Linked DNA regions of Pan troglodytes: region 2 is linked to region 1. A link is a contact called in public Hi-C data. All regions are on one chromosome and are shown on one strand. Each heading gives the region's core, a stretch centred on a gene start, on an enhancer-like site or on the middle of the called end of the contact. The rest is flanking DNA. Distances are from core to core; before and after follow the strand shown. Region 1 has its middle 130 kb from the start of NSG2. Region 2 has its middle 270 kb from the start of NSG2.

Region 1 (7,789 bases), core at 3,648-6,147:
GGTGGCCACGTGGCATCTTGCCTTCTGGGGAGGAAGGCTCCTTGCTCAGGGGCACTGACACAGGGGCCCTGGCATCCGATTTCTGCGCGTTTCAGATGGGAGGGCCTGAACCCCCCTTGGGCTGGTTGAGCCAGCACTCAGAGTAGGAGTGGGACAGATGCAGCTAAGGGATGTCCAGGAGAGAAGGCAGGCTTGTTAACTGGATGGGCGTCAGAGGCCACTTCTAGCAGGGACAGCCAGAGAGGCAGAACTGGCTTTAGAGAGGAAAGACTGTGCCTCTGCACAGCCGGACAGGTGAGGAGGAGGAAGAGGGTCAGCTCAGAAAACTTCCTGGGCCCTCACAGCTCCAGCCCTGTTCTGCAGGCACTGGGGTCTTTCCCACTTTCCCATCGTATATGATGGAATTGTTGTTCTTTTTTTTTCTTTTCCTGAAAAATTGTTACTTAATGCATAATATAAACAAATCATGACTGAATTCATTTTCAGTGTGAGAGGTTAAAATAATCTAAAAGAATACAAAGCAGAGTGAGAATTTTTTTTTACATCTCCCTTTCCATCCCAATTTCCACCCCAACTGTATCCACTGTAAACAGTTTTGCATCCATCTTCTGGACTCTTTTCTATGCATTTACGTTCAAACCTGTGCAAATGTGCTTGCATCTTAAATCAGAAATGGAATTACAGTATGCACCTTGCTCCATGATTTTCCTTTTTTTCATTTTACAATTTGTATTGGAAATCTATCTATGTCACTAACCATTTCATTATTTTTCATATGATATAACCATACATTTTTTATTATCACCCTCGTTTTTTTCTGCTGAGAAATATTGTTGATTGAGTAGGCCATATCTTATCATAAAATAAATTCTTAAATGTATTTATCTGTTTCTATACTATTTTGTTCTTTTAATCAGTTGTCTATTTCTGAGTCAGTAAACACACTTTTAATTACTACAGCTTTGTAGTATGTTTTTTGTTTGTTTTTTTTTTTGTTGTTTTTTAATGTAGTTTCATTCTTGTTGCCCAGGCTGGAGTACAATGGTGAGATCTCAGCTCACCACAACCTCCGCCTCTTGGGTTCAAGCGATTCTCCTGCCTCAGCCCCCTGAGTAGCTGGGATTACAGGCATGCGCCACCATGCCTAGCTAATTTTGTATTTTTAGTACAGACGAGGTTCCTCCATGTTGATCAGGGTGGTCTGGAACTCCTGACCTCAGGTGATCTGCCTCCCTCAGCATCTGAAAGTGCTGGGATTACAGGCTTGGGACACTGTGCTCGGCCTGTAGTATGGTTTTATATGTTGGTATAGCAAGTTCCATGTCATTGTTCCTTTTGACAATTTCCCTAATAATTTGTATGCATCTTATGGTAAGATTAGAATCAACTTGTTAAGTTTATTAAAAATCATGCTCAAATTACGATTAGGGTTGCACTGAATGTGAAGATTATGTGGAGATAATTTTTACATTTTTACAACTTGTCTTCTCATCTAGGATTATGCCATGAATCTTCATTATTTAAGGTTTTTAAAACGGTTGTGACATTCGTTTCATAAGGCTTAATAACTTTCTTCTTGCATAGTTCTTATTAGGTTTATTCCTAGATACTATATGTATGTTTCTTTGTTTTTATTATGAATGGAAAATTTAATTTGATTTTCTAATTGATTATTATGTAGTAATAGAAACTACTGATTTTTGAATGTTGTGCATGTATCTACTCCCTGTTTACTGATTTCTCTTATTAGCCTTGTTATTTTGTTAGCTGATTTTCTAGGGAGATAATACTATTGCCTACAAATAATGACAATTTTCCATGTTTGAAGTTTTATTACTTTTATTTTTTTCTTGCTTTATTGTATTGGCTGAGATACTGATAACAATGTTGTATAGCAAGAATGATACAGAAAGCATCATTACTTGTTCAAGTCCTAAGAGAGAATGCTTCTATATTTCACCAGTACATCTGATGTTTGTTAAGCATTAACTACTAGGTTATGGTTTTTATTTAGGTGTTTAATTTGACCAAGTGTTTTTGGGTATTTTCTTCTCTAATCTATTAAGCTGGCAATTTGTATTAATATTAATATTTGTATCAATATTAATTGTATTAATATTTGTATCAATATTAATTGTATTAATATTTGTATCAATATTAATTGTATTAATATTTGTATCAATATTAATTGTATTAATATTTGTAATTGTATTAATATCGATATCAATTATATTAATATTGATATTAATTGTATTAATATCAATATTAATGCATTAGTATTAATATATTATATATTAATTATATAATTAATATAAATATTAATACCCAAATTAATAAAAATATTAATATTTTTATTAATATTAATATAATAGTATAAATATTAATATTTTTATTAATATTAATATAATAGCATTAATATTTTTATTAATTTTGGTATTTTCTTCTGTAATCTAATATGTTAGGAATTTGTATTAATATTAACATTTGTGTTAATATTAATATTTTAAAAGTATTACATAGTAAAATATCCTTGGCATTATTATTTTAATATATTGCTAGGTTTAATTTGCTAATATTTGATTGGTCATGTTATATCTATGTTTCTTAGTGAATATAGCCTACTATTTACTTTTTCAGTTTTGATGTCAAGAGTTTTTCTCAGAGATGAAGGAGAAATGATTTCACCTTATTTGATGTTCAGTTTATGTATCATAAATTACAAGTTTTTTTGAAAATTTGGTAAGACTTGCCATAAATTATCTGAGTTTACTTCCTTTTTAAGGAGTAGATCTTTGGCTAACTTTCTAATTTCTTCTATGTTTATTAATCTATTTAGGTTTTCTATCTCTTCTTGAAATTATTTTTATAATTTATATTTTCCTAAGAAATAATTCATTTTATCTAGATGCTCACATTTATTGACAGTAAGTTGTACCAAGCATTCTTACATACATTTCTAATATCACCTTTATCTGTAAGGGTTCCTTTCCTTCTGTCATTTCTAAGCTATTTTTTAAAATGGTCTTTCTGGGTTTTTTAAAATAAGAATTGCCAGAAATTTGTTTATTATATTAATCTTTTTAGAGAACCATCGTTGGTTGTATTGATCAAATCTACTGATTTTGTTTTGCTTGTGTTCTATTTTATTAATTTCTGCTTTCATCCTTTTAAATTGCTTCCTTTAGAGCAGTGGTCCCCAACCTTTTTGGCACCAGGGACCAGTTTCATGGAAGACAATTTTTCCATGGATGGGGTGGGGAGTGGGGGGAAGAATGGTTTTGGGATGAAACTGTTTCACCTCAGATCATCAAGCATTAGATTCTCGTAAGGAGTGTGCAACCTGGATCCCTCACAAGCACAGTTCGTAATAGGGTTTGCACTCCTATAAGAATCTAATACTGCTGCTGATCTCACAAGAGGTAGAGATCAGGCTGTAACGCTCGTTCACCTGCCACTCACTTCCTGCTCTGTGGCCTCGTTCCTAGTGGACCCGGCGTTGGGGACCCGTGCTTTAGACAGTGGGTTATTTTGTTCTTTTCTGCCTTTTTTTAAAAGATGCATGCTAAGGCCCCTTCTTGTCAACCTTGTGGTTTTCTAATAAATGCATTTAAGGCCATAGATTTTTCTCTAAGTGGGTAGACTATCCAGAGATGTTAATGGTGCTTAACAAGATAAGACAAGATGCCTCCAGTCCTTGAGCATGCCTAGATAGCCATGCTATGAGCCTGGTCACTGGTGCAACAACAGATCAGACTTGTTTATATCATGCAAATTGTGTTCCAAAAACTCCAAAGAGATTTTCAAATAGAAAAATAACTCATCCCAGTACCATCTCTCATTGGCTTAGCTTTAAACAACTTTTGCTCACATTTGCATGCTTTCGTTTTTTCACTGTCCATCTGCATGTGTGTGGGTGCATGTGCCAGTCAACCATTCACAAATTCCCGAGCACCTGCTACATGCTTGAATCACAGTAATGAACCAGATGCAGTCTCTGCCCTCAAAGCATTCCAGTCTAGTGGAGGACAAATATGTTAGTAAATAATTTCGGTAAATGAGGTAAGTGCTATAAGTCTAAATATTTTAAAGGCTGAGAGGAGGGTGCTCTTACATCTGCATGGAGGTGGAGAGGAAAGACCTCACAAGGGAAGTGGCACAGGCTGAAGGTTTGCATCAGCACCACAGCCTGAGGATGGAAAGTGAACAAGGCATCCAGTACCCCTTCCCTTCTCCCCACCGGGGTCCTGAATCAGGTGCTTATGACATGGCCACTGTCTCCTGTAAGCGCCATGCTGGTGAGTGTACCAGAGTGCTGAGCAGGCTCTGAGGATGGAACTCAGTGTTAGAAAGAGACTGCAAATCCCTATGCCCCGCACACTGATCTGTGACCTTAGACAGGTTGCTTTGCTTCTCATAAACTCAGTTTTCTCATCCATAGAATAGGTGGTTGGGAGGGTTTAATGTGACAAAGCAAGCAGGATCGTTATTGTTATTATCGTGTCTGTGTTGAAACATGAGCATATATTTTCCAATCCCTTAACTGGCATTGAGGCACATGTTATTAGTTTTGTTGCTTTTTTCCTTAGAAAAACAGAAGCTTTAGTTGGTTTGATGTAATGGAATGGTTTATGTATTTTATTTTAAAGAAAAAAAAATACCTGCCACGAAAAGGGCTTCTGCCCCCCAGAGCTGCCCTCCTCAGCATCTGCTGCAGCCTGACACATCGTGGCTTTGTTTGCAGCCTCCCCCTCGCAGCCTAATGACATTCCTGAAGATGGCGAAGGAGAGTTTCAGGTTGCCATGGAAACTGGGTGCCAGCAAGAATCCAAGAGAATTCTAACCCTTGAAGGCTGTGTATTTATTCCCCGTTGCTCAGGGAGCAGAGCTGGCTGCAAAGATTAGGGGGTGGGGATGGTGGAGACCCTGCTTTAGGTGTTACCATGGGCCCTGTCTGGAGGCAGAGGAGGTGATAGGAAGCCATAAGGTGCATAGTCTACAGGGCTATTGTCTGGGAGCATCTAGGGCCCTCTTTGGGGCAATCTCTCTTCCCCTTTTTTTGAATCACGTCCAAATCCAAATATGGGCAAGAGATGGGAGAGGAGCAGGAAGGAGTGAAGGAAAGAGAGAACTCTCTCTATAGCTACTGGCAGCCTGCATCCACACCCAATGTCCTGAGCTGCCCCAGCTGTCCTGCGTGCCCAATTCTTTGCAGGGAGTTTGCCAGCATCTTGCCTGAGTCACCAACATCCGTGCAGTTCCCCATTATCCTGTCACTACTCGAGCTTCTTTGCAGATGACCATGCCCTTCCAAGTGTGTTAATTCTCCAGCTTCTCACAACAACCCTGCCAAGGGAGGCGTGACGAGTCTTGTGCCCATTGCACAGATGCAGATGTGGAGACTCAGAGGGGCTATGTTTGGAAGAGCAGAGGTGAACTTTAGTTCCTAGTTCTGTCATTCAAAAATCTGTCAGTAGCCAGGGTAGAAAGAGGGTCACAGGGGAGACTGAGGAAAGACCTGTAGGGCAGTGAATGGCTACCACAGCAGTGTCCACAAGTGAGAGAGGCTTAGAAGGAGGCAGATCATCTCAAGCGGCCCCAGTGGGAATTAAGTCAAGTTCAGAACCTTCTTCCTTCTGAAATGGCCTCCAGTAAGTCAGCCAGGTGCCAGGAAGCCTCCATACCTTACTGTGAAGGGCCTCACAAAACCACCTTGCAGTGAAGGCATTGCTACACTCACTTTGCAGATATGGAAACTGAGGCTTAGAAAGAAGTAACTTGGCTCGTCACATGTGAGTAAAGAGCAAGCTCAGGGGTTCATCTCATGATTCTGTCTGACTCCAAAGCTTCCCACTGTGCTCTGGGGCCAGGCCACCACCTGAGGGGTGATTAAGGGAGGGCATATTTTCCTGAAGATGTCACACCTGTGGTGGGAGGGAGTGCCGCCATCATATGTGTCATCCCTATGCAGACACACACACTCACATGTACACACATGCACTTACACTGTCACATGCACACTCACACATTTACACACCCACACACATAACACACACATGCACAGATACATACGTGCACACGTGTGCACAGACACACACACACACACACACAGCCCTTCTTTGTGTTGAGGGTTTGCCAGTCCTCTTGAGGGTAGTGCTGAGACACTGGCCACCCCTGAGGCTAATGTGCTCACACACCTCCCTTCTACACCTCTGGTCCTATCCGCCACCTCAGCAAACCCTCTTTTCCAAAGATGCCGGCCAAGCATCCATCAGCAAGTTCCCCCAGGAGGGCACACAGTTACCTGCAGCCTGGCCTAGGACTCCCCCACATTGCTCAGCCAAACCCTTAGAAAGAGACAGCTATTTGCCGCACTTGAGTTCCTGCCAATCCCCGGGCCTACCCCTGCTCACAGGATGTCACTCTGGGATCTGCCTTCCGTAACCACTGCACTGTGCCAGGCTCGCCTCCCTTGGGCTGGCCCCACTGCCCCTCAGTCCATGGTCTCTTTGGCTTCCTCCCTGGCTCAGAGTCCACCCAAAGGACTCTTCAGTCCTTTAAAGCATTAGCACTCAGTTCCATGGCCAGCAGCAGTGATTTTTCCAATTCTGGGTGATAACCCATAGTTATAGTGAAATCCACTTAGTGAAAGAGATCCGCATTTAAAAATATGGAGTGTGGATTAGAATAGAAAATGCCAAACTGGTTGTTTTCTAATGATAGGAGCCTGTGCCATCTTTTGAGACTGCTGTTTCTCTTCTGTTAAGGCATGAATGGGTGTGCGCTGGATTGTGATGTACAATGTGTTTCTTTCTATGAGGTGTGAGCTCAAAGGTTCAACAGTTGGTGGATTAAGTGAAAATTCATCTGAGCTTTCAGGACCCTTGAGGTCCGGCTTCTCCAACTTTCTCCAGCTGCATTTCTTGGTATTACCTCTCCCTGAACATGGCCACATAATCTGCCCTACTGTTCTCAGAACACGCAGAGTCCTCCACTCATTCCTGCCCCTGTCTGAGCCACGTCCTTTGCTGGAATGCGATCTTATCCGTGCGATGTTATCCACACACCTTCCCACACTTGCTCTGCCCCACTGAAACGCCAGTTTCTCTTCTCAAACTCTGATTGGGGATCAGTTCCTTGCTGAGGTTTTCTGCTCTTCTTTTCTTCCCTTCAAAGACAGTGGTCCCCCTGCTCACAACCTGGTCATTATATGTCACAGTGAGTAGCCATTGCCTGCTTCCCTGACCATTTCTCGAACCAGAAGGAATATCCCATCCAGAAATATGGAAGGAGGGCTTTCTAGGCATTAGGCCATTTGCTGTGCACTGGCCTAGCAGCAGTTAACAAATAGGAGTGCCCCCCAACTTTGTAAAACTTACTACTTAGTGGCAGAGGCAGAAAATAAGTAGGTAACCAAATCAAAAACATTATTATAAATTGTGATAAATGCTATGAAAGGAAATAAGGGCTGGCCACTTTAAACAGGATTGTCAGAAAAATCCCCAGGTCTCAGTGGCTTACTGAATAGAAGTCCCTGTCTGTTATTTGAATCCAGTTGGTATTGGGGGTGGGTGGCTCTGCTCCATGCAGTCACGCAGAGACCCAGGCTGATGGAGGCCATGGCCTCTTCAACATATGGCTTCCACGTCACCTAAACTGGATGTCTTAAACAACAGAAATTTATTGTCTCATGGTTCTGGAGGCTAGAAAGTTCAGGATCAGGGTGTTGGCAAGATTGGTTCCTTGTGAGGGTGCTGGGGTAGAATCTGTCCCTTGCCTCTCCCTCAGTGTC
Region 2 (7,789 bases), core at 2,183-4,682, 140 kb after region 1:
CCTCCTTCAAAAGAAAATGTTTAAATTCTGATGTTTCACAGGGAATGGACAGAAAGAGGCAGGTTCAAAGATTAGGGTAAAAGCCAAGTGAGGAGGCCCCCAAATTGCAGAGAGCCAGGGGGTGTGGGTCTTCCCTGGCGCAGCACAAATGTGACCCATAATAGGGACATGAATGGAAACAGAGCAGCTCTGAGGTCCGTGGCCCTGCTCCTGTGTTCCCCAGCTTCCCCCATCACCCTGGCAGACACCTACCTGCTTATCTCCCGTGCCTGCCTCGCCCAGACTCCAGCCTCCCGTGAGCCTTTCCTGAAATGCAAACCTGAACACTTCCTTTCAAACACTCCCTGCCCCCTAGGATCAAATCCAAGTTCAGTGCCCAGCATTCAAAGGCCCCACGGCTTGTCCCCCACCCCTCCCCACGCCGCTACTATCTCTGCCTTTTGATCTGGAGAAAGCCTTGGCTTGGAGGCCAGAAGCCTAGTAGTCCTTTTGCCTTGATGGCATCAGGCGTATTTCCATTTCACATACAATTTCTCATCGACATGACACCCAAACCTTGTGAGTGGTTGGCCCGTTTCTCAAATGAGGACAAGTGCCCAGAGAGGCCTAGTAGCTTCCCCCACATCACACAGCTAGTAAGAGGCAAATCAGAGGTCTGAATTCAGCTCTTTTGTCTCCCCTGAGGTTGCTCACGGGGCTCTGAGCCCAGGGCCTGGCCTGTGCTGTGGGGTTGACAAATGTGCAGAGGGCGTAAGGACGGCAGGCTCTCCCGAGTGGCTCACAGTTCGGCCTCCAGCAGCCTCCTTTTGGGAAGCGTCATAAATTAAAAACCCGTCATGTCGCCAGGCTTGGACAGTGTCCCTGATGCTGGAGGAATAATTCATGGCACGCGACTGGAGCTGGAGATGGCAAAGCCTGCTAGGATTCAGCTCCTGCCCTGCCCCGGGAACAGTTTTCAGCCTAGGCAGCTGTGCAGAGCTGGGTGGGTGCCCTCTCCCTGCCACCTGCTGTGAGGCCAAGGCCAGCGGAGTCCCTTCTCTTTGCGGACCCTTTCTCTCCCTCCATGACTTCCTCTCACTCATAAATGGAGACCATCTGAACTCATTCCACAGGGCAGTGTATAAGAGGGTGCCCCAGCAGGCATGGGGTCTCTCTCTTTTTTTTTTTTTTTGCAGAGTCTCACTCTGTCGCCAGGCTGGAGTGCAGTGGTGCAATCTTGGCTCACTGCAATCTCCACCTCCCAGGTTCAAGCCATTCTCCTGCCTCAACCTCCCCAGTAGCTAGGACTACAGTGTGAGCCACCACGCCCAGCTAATTTTTGTATTTTTTTTAGTAGCGACGGAGTTTCACCATGTTGACCAGGATGGTCTCGATCTCTTGACCTGGTGATCTGCCCGCCTCAGCCTCCCAAACTGCTGGGATTACAGGTGTGAGCCACCATGCCCAGCAGGCATGGGGTCTCTTAAGGGCTCCAAACCCACCGTTCAGTACAGGCATTTCATGAGCAACTCAAATTCACTGCAAACTCTCCCAACCTCTCTTCTAGGTGTAGCTAGCAAGGCTACCGCTGGCAGGGCCCGGCTGATTACTTATTTACCTGTAGCTTGTGTTACTATTTTCATAAATCCATTAGCAGCAGGAGGGGGGCATGACCAGGGAAGCCCGCACAGTGCTGGGACATTTTAGCCTCAGCCTGGCTCTCTGCTCCACTCGGTCAAATTCCAACTGTGTTGTTGGCTCACAGCACACCCATCGTAACAGCATCGTAAACGCTCCAAAGCCTCCTCTGTCCGTCACCTTTGTCTTCATGTGGTGCGTTTCATCAAGTTGACTATTTTTGTCCGTTCTATTTCTGTTATTAACGCACGCTGGGTATCTGCAATATACATATGTGTAATATCATATTTATAAACTCTTTAACCAAATACAATACTTTGATAGACTTCTTGATTAATTTGTATCCGAAATTTTCCTTCTTTTAAATTCCAGCTCTAATTCCGAGCTCAGATTCCTTCCTTATCTGTAACATGGGGTGGTGATGAGGATGATATAACATACTCCCTCAAGGATGTTTTGAATTTTCAGTCATTCGTTCAACACATTTCATTGAATAGCTACTATGTGTCAGGCAAACTGCTATGAGCAGGAATAGGATGGTGAACAAAATTAGCATGGTTCCTGCCTGGATGGCGCTCAGAATTGAGGAAAGACAGGCAGTAGCAGTCATGAGAAACTATACAAGAACATATTGTGTCACCCTCTCAGGAAACAGACGGGGGGCTGAGAGAGAGGGCAGGAGAATGCTTCAGAATCAGAGGGCAGGGGACAGCAAATGGGGGTGGGCAGGTTCCAGGAAGGGTGCAGAGCTCTGGGAGGCCCCGCCAGGAGGCTGAGCTTGTGCGGGTTTCTCCCCAGCTCTGGGCCTTAGCGTCCTCATCTGTGGAATGGGCGTGGCAGCGTTTCGACTTTGCGGGGCTTTTTGAGGGTGAAATGAGGAAATGCGCACGAAGGACATCTTCCAGCTGGGTGTAAGCTTCGGTGCAGAGCAGCGGCACACTCTTCCCTCTGTGTGTGAGGAGGCCCGGGGGCGGGGACAGGAGGCTGGGGTTCGCAGCACCCATGGGAACAGCCAGCCGGGGTTGAGATCCCAACTCTGCTGATTGCCATGTTGCCTCAGCGGAGGGTTCCTTGGGTGTACAGAGGACTCGAAGCACAGGCGCCCCAGACCAGGAGAAACACGGGAGGGCGGGCCCCCCTCAAAAGGGGGCCATGCCTGAGAGGGTCCCCCAGGGCACCCCTGGGAACCCACAGAGGTCTCGACCAGCAAGCACCAAGCTGGGCCTGGGGGGACAGGGGCGACTCAGACGTGGTCCTGGCCCAAGGAGGCTGCCGTGGGCTGGTGGAGAAAGATCCGTAAACTAAACGGACCTTCCCAGCGCCCAGCCCGGTGTAGCCAGCATGGGACAGACATGGGCCCTACAGCTCTCCTGACCCAGGAGGCCCGGCAGCCCCCGTATTTCTGCAGGCGTCTTGGCTCCATCTAGACGGCACTGGGATGCTGGCATCTGCATTTGCGCTGCACTGGACGCTGGGAAGACTTTCACCGCAGAGCGGGGGCTGCTGGAGGGGCGGGTGGGCTGCGGCCCGGCGGCGGCGGATGCCTGTCTCTGCCGAAGCCGAAGGAAGGCTGCGTGGGCAGATCTTCCAGCTAGGCCCAGAGGGACGGCCGACATTCAATCCGCCAGTCAAAGGGGGGAAGGGCTGGCGGCAGGAGCAGCTCAGGAGGCAGACCCGGGCGCGCGGGGGCGCGGGGGCTCGGGGGCCTGTGAGGGTCCCCGGACGGGCAGCTGCGGGGTGCGGGCCGGGCTGCACCGCGACAAAGGCGGCCCAGCTGTGGCATCGGAGGACGCACGCTGCCCCCTGGTGGCCAGGCCGCTCCCCGCAAACGCGAGCTCCTTTGTTTTGCGGTCCCGGCTTCTGCGGCCCAGGCTTGCTGGAGAGAAGAGAGTCTGAAGCCCCGGCTTCCAGAGCGGGTGGCCACGATGCCAGGGCCGCGCAGGGAACCTGGTGAGCCGAGGGTCGAGTCCCAGCCCTGCAGCTCGCTGGCGGCAAGGGCCGGCTCCCCAGCCTGCTCAGAGCCTGAGTCTCCCGCTGCTGCAATGGGAGGAAGCGCGCACCGGTTCACTGGGTGTGGGGGCGCTGATTGTGGTGTTATTTGTGCACACACGTGGCTCGGGCGCCGGTCGAGGCCTCCTAGCGACTTGCCCCACCCGGTTTCCCCGCACACCCACTCCTCACCTCCTGCACCAGCTGGCGGGGTCTTTGTCTCCCCCTGACCCTGATGGTAGCCGCTTTGTCAGCACCATTAGGAAATCCATGGTAGATTTCCTTTTGTGAGATTGAGTAGAATTTTAGAGATTTGGGGGTAGGAGGCAGGCATCTCCTGGCCCTCCCTCTCCACCCTTCTTTCTCTTTTCCATTCTCTCCGCAGCCCTGCTCACAAGAGCCCTCCGGAGCCCCACCACCTTGCCCTGCAGCCATCAGTGTAGAGAACATGCCCTCCGGCCTCGCCCTTCACCCCTACTGTTCCCAAGCACAGTCCACCCTGGTCCCTGAAGGAAGCTGAGTGGAATGTCTCATGGAAGCGTGTGGGGGTGGATCTGTGCTTAGGAGCACCTTTCTCCAGACGGGTCTGCCCCAGTCCACCCTGCAGCCATCGCTTCCTTCTTTAATTTTATCGCATTATGTCCCACCAGGTATAGGAGGAAGAGAGAGAGAGAGAGGAGGCATGGAAGGAAGAAGGAAGAAAGGAGGGAAAGGAGGGGAAGGAAGGAAGGAAGGAAAAGAAAAAAGAAAGAAAGAAAGAAGGAAGGAAGGAAGGAAGGAGACATTTGCTAGGGCTGTCAGGACAAAGTATTACAGACTGAATGCTTAAACAACAGGACTTTATTTCCTCACAGTTCTGGAGCCTAAAAGTCTGCCACGAAGGTGTCAGCAGGGTTGGTTTCTGCAGAGGCCTCTCTCCTTGGCTTGCAGACGGCTACCTTCTCACCGTGTCCTCACGCCGTCTTTCCTTTTGTACCTGTCTGTGTCCTAATATCCTATTATAAGGACAACAGTCATTTTGGATTAGGGCCCACCGTGATGGCCTTAACTTAATCACCTCTTTAAACTTCCTATCTCCAAATACAGTCACATTCTGAGGTACTAGGGGTTGGGGATTCAACACAGGAATTTTGGGGGGACACGACTCAGCCCATAATGGAAAGAAAGAAACAAACAGAAACAGATAATCCGTATTGGCTCTTGCCAGTGTTTGGGTGCCGTAGTGATGGGACAGTGGCTCAAGGACCAAAAACCGTGCACAAATGCAACTGACAACATGGAAAGATCAGGAGATCTTCCATGAAACCTTGGCTTTTCCTTTCCTCTTGACAATAGAACCCTGGGTTAGCATTAAGACTGAGTGGAGCCTATTTGCAGGGCGTGTTCACTGTGTGGTCCCCCACACTGACCGCTGGCCCCCTCTCACACCACTGTCACCTGCCCAGGACCTTCAGGGAGCTGAGCTGGAGACCCAGCTGTGGGAGGAAAGCGTGTGTCTCAGTCCTGGCTGGCTGGGCTGGAAAGGCAGTGTTCAGAGGACTTGGGGATGTGGACAGCACAGTGAGGGAAAGCTGGGACTTAGGCGGACCTGGGTTTGAATCTAAGCTCTGCCATCTGCAAGTTGTGTGTGACTCTGGGTATGTGGTTACCCCTCTGGGAGCCTCAGTTTTACCTCTGTGAAATGGGCACAGTGATGCCTACTGCCCAGAGCTGCGTTAGAATTGAGTCAAATGAAGTAGTTGATGCCAAGGAGCCTGGCACGTGGAAGGCCCTCAGTCAGTGCCAGTCCCCAAGTCCACCGCAGCCTCAGTAGATTTCTTCAGGCGTGGAGCTCACTTGAGCACTGTTTCTTTCTCATCCTTTCCCTCCTCAGTGCTCAGCAGGGGAACCACATCTTCAGACGGCCTTTAAAAGTCAACACATTCAGTGGGTGGCAGTGGGTGAGTTCTGGGCTCAGACTCAGGAATTTGAGATTCATCCAGCTCCAGCTTTGCAAAATATCTCCATAACCTTAGGCAAGCGGTTTCTTCTCCTGTCCTCACTTCCCCTGTCAGGGGAACAAGGGCAGCAGGAACGCCGTGGCTGGGGCTGGGGAACGGGAGCTGAGACTTGCTGAATGTTCCCAGAGGCTGAGTGCTCTGTGTACACCCGGCCTATGGCAGGTTGTCGCCAAAAAGGCCCCATCCCTGCTTCAACATCACGGCAAGCTAGGCATGAAGAGTGGGCTCGTGCCCCTTATCTGTAGAGGGAAGCTGAGGCTCCAACAGGCCCGAGTCACACCAATTGGAGAAAGAAGGAATTTGACCCAGGACTGTCTCAGTAGAGTCTTTAACTCTCCCTCCACAAGGCCACCTACCGAGAGGAAGGGCAGGGCCACCAGGAGCTCCATTTATGGGAGGTCTGTTGGGCTCTTCTGGGTTGATTTTCATCGACCCAACTGCCAGAGTTTCTGGAATGAGTTTAGGAGTAAGCATTCTGTGTCTCCCTAAGGAGAGGCGAGTCTGTTTTTGGAGGAATTTGGGTCTGGAGAGGACACTGGTACTTGTGGGTAATTGAACAAAATCCTTTGATTCTGAACCAGTCCTTCAGAGTACATCCATGGGTTAATGCAGAGTTTTTTCATTCATTCACTCATTCAGTCCTGCATTTACTGATTCATTTATTTCTTCAAGATGTATTTATTGAGTGCCTACTAGTAGTGCCAGGCAGAGGGCTAGTGAATAGTGCCAGGCGGGAGCTTGGAAAGAACAAAACTGAGCCCCTGCCTTTTTGGAGCTTCACAGGTGAGGGGGCACGGTGACGGCATTAAACCCATCATGTGGCATTGGGTGCTAAAAGGAACCAGACAGCAAGGTGAAGAGATGGGGAGTCCCGAGGAAGTGCAGGGGAGAGCAGCCTCCACATAACAGGGAAGGAAGGGGCAGCTCTGTCCCGGTGGCCATAGCAGAGACCGGGATGAATGGAGGAGACACCTGTGGCTGTGTGGGAAGGGTGTGCTGGGTACAGGAAACAGAAGGTGCAGAGTCTCCGAGGCGTGGATAAGAAGCAGGTGGTGAGGTCTTTGTGGGGCCAGGTGAGGGCTTTGGATTTTATTCCATGTGAATGAGATGGAAGCCACTGGAGAGCTCAGAGCAGGAAACAGACAGGATCTAACTTCGACTTTAAAAGGACCACTCTGTCAACCTCGTGGAGAGTGCAGCCAGGAGGTCCCTGGAGCCACTGGCTTGGCCCAGCCATGGTGATAACATGGCTGGCACAGGAAGGGCATGTAGGGGAGTAGTGGTCAGGCTGGAGGTGGGGCGGCTGCCTTTGAAGACCAAGTGGCTTGGGACAGGAGAGAGGGCATTGAGGTGGAAGTGTGGCTTCGGCCTGAGCACCAGGAAGGGTGGAGGTGCCAGCTTCAGAGGTTGGGTCTGGTCTGGCCTCTGCGTTGCCAGCCCATGTGCCTGGCACTCATGTCTGCCTTATTCAGTCCTCACACAGCTCTACAGGTGGAGATCACTAGCACCTGTTTACTTTATAAGACACTGCAAAGGAGAAGCGACACTGGGCTTCGGGCGGGAGCTGGGAGCAGAGCCTCGCAGATGAGCACTAACTATGTGGGCATCCGCTGTCCTGTCCGCGCTCCCTGGGATCCAGGCCTGCTGCGTGCAGAACCTCCGTCAGTCCTCAATACTGGTGTAGGGGCTGGCGCTGTGCCCAGCTCAAAAGTGGGAAAGCCAAGCTCAGGAACTGGATATGCGCTGCCTGGCTGTGGCCTCCTGTATTGATAGCCTCCTTCCAGGGGGACAGCAATGAATACCAAGAGCTTTGCTAGGGAATGAACACCGCCTAAGCACGGGTAAAGCTCAGGGCACCCCTGCTGCAGCTGGACATGGGACAGCCTCTCCCCGTACAAGTCCTTGCCATGCTGAACTGCTGCCTATCAACAAGCAGCCATCTCTGTTGCTCCCCAACATGAGCCCATGAGTGACCCAATATCTCCTTTGTGAGTGTGTGCCTGTGTGTGAGTGTGTGCCTGTGTGTGTATGTGTGTGTGGTGGTGGGACATTAGAAAGGTGCCCTGCCTACCCTTCCAAATGCCAGATCCTGCCGGGTAAAAGTGTTTGTAGCCACAGGAGAAAACTGAGGCTGCATCAGCCCTCCCTTCACAGGCTGTGAGCCCATCTGGGCAAAGCCTGGG

What was found. Hi-C and Micro-C count contacts between places; a contact is called where the count stands out from the background.
Region 2: a contact with region 1 is called in a Hi-C map of stem cell-derived neural progenitor cells, with 5 times the contacts expected there. The contact joins two enhancer-like sites. A contact is called at or near these places in 2 of 7 Hi-C or Micro-C datasets (induced pluripotent stem cells and stem cell-derived neural progenitor cells).

The regions. Positions count from the first base shown.
Region 1 is chr4:171,816,839-171,824,627 of NHGRI_mPanTro3-v2.0_pri, forward strand. No RefSeq gene overlaps it. Among named protein-coding and RNA genes, the nearest start is that of NSG2, 130 kb to the left of the region's middle. Within about 2 kb of position 4,898, at least 11 of the 24 cell types and tissues checked have an H3K27ac peak or open chromatin away from gene starts, as enhancers often do. A contact at or near this core is called in stem cell-derived neural progenitor cells, where this site is marked.
Region 2 is chr4:171,959,894-171,967,682 of NHGRI_mPanTro3-v2.0_pri, forward strand. No RefSeq gene overlaps it. Among named protein-coding and RNA genes, the nearest start is that of NSG2, 270 kb to the left of the region's middle. Within about 2 kb of position 3,433, at least 11 of the 24 cell types and tissues checked have an H3K27ac peak or open chromatin away from gene starts, as enhancers often do. A contact at or near this core is called in stem cell-derived neural progenitor cells, where this site is marked.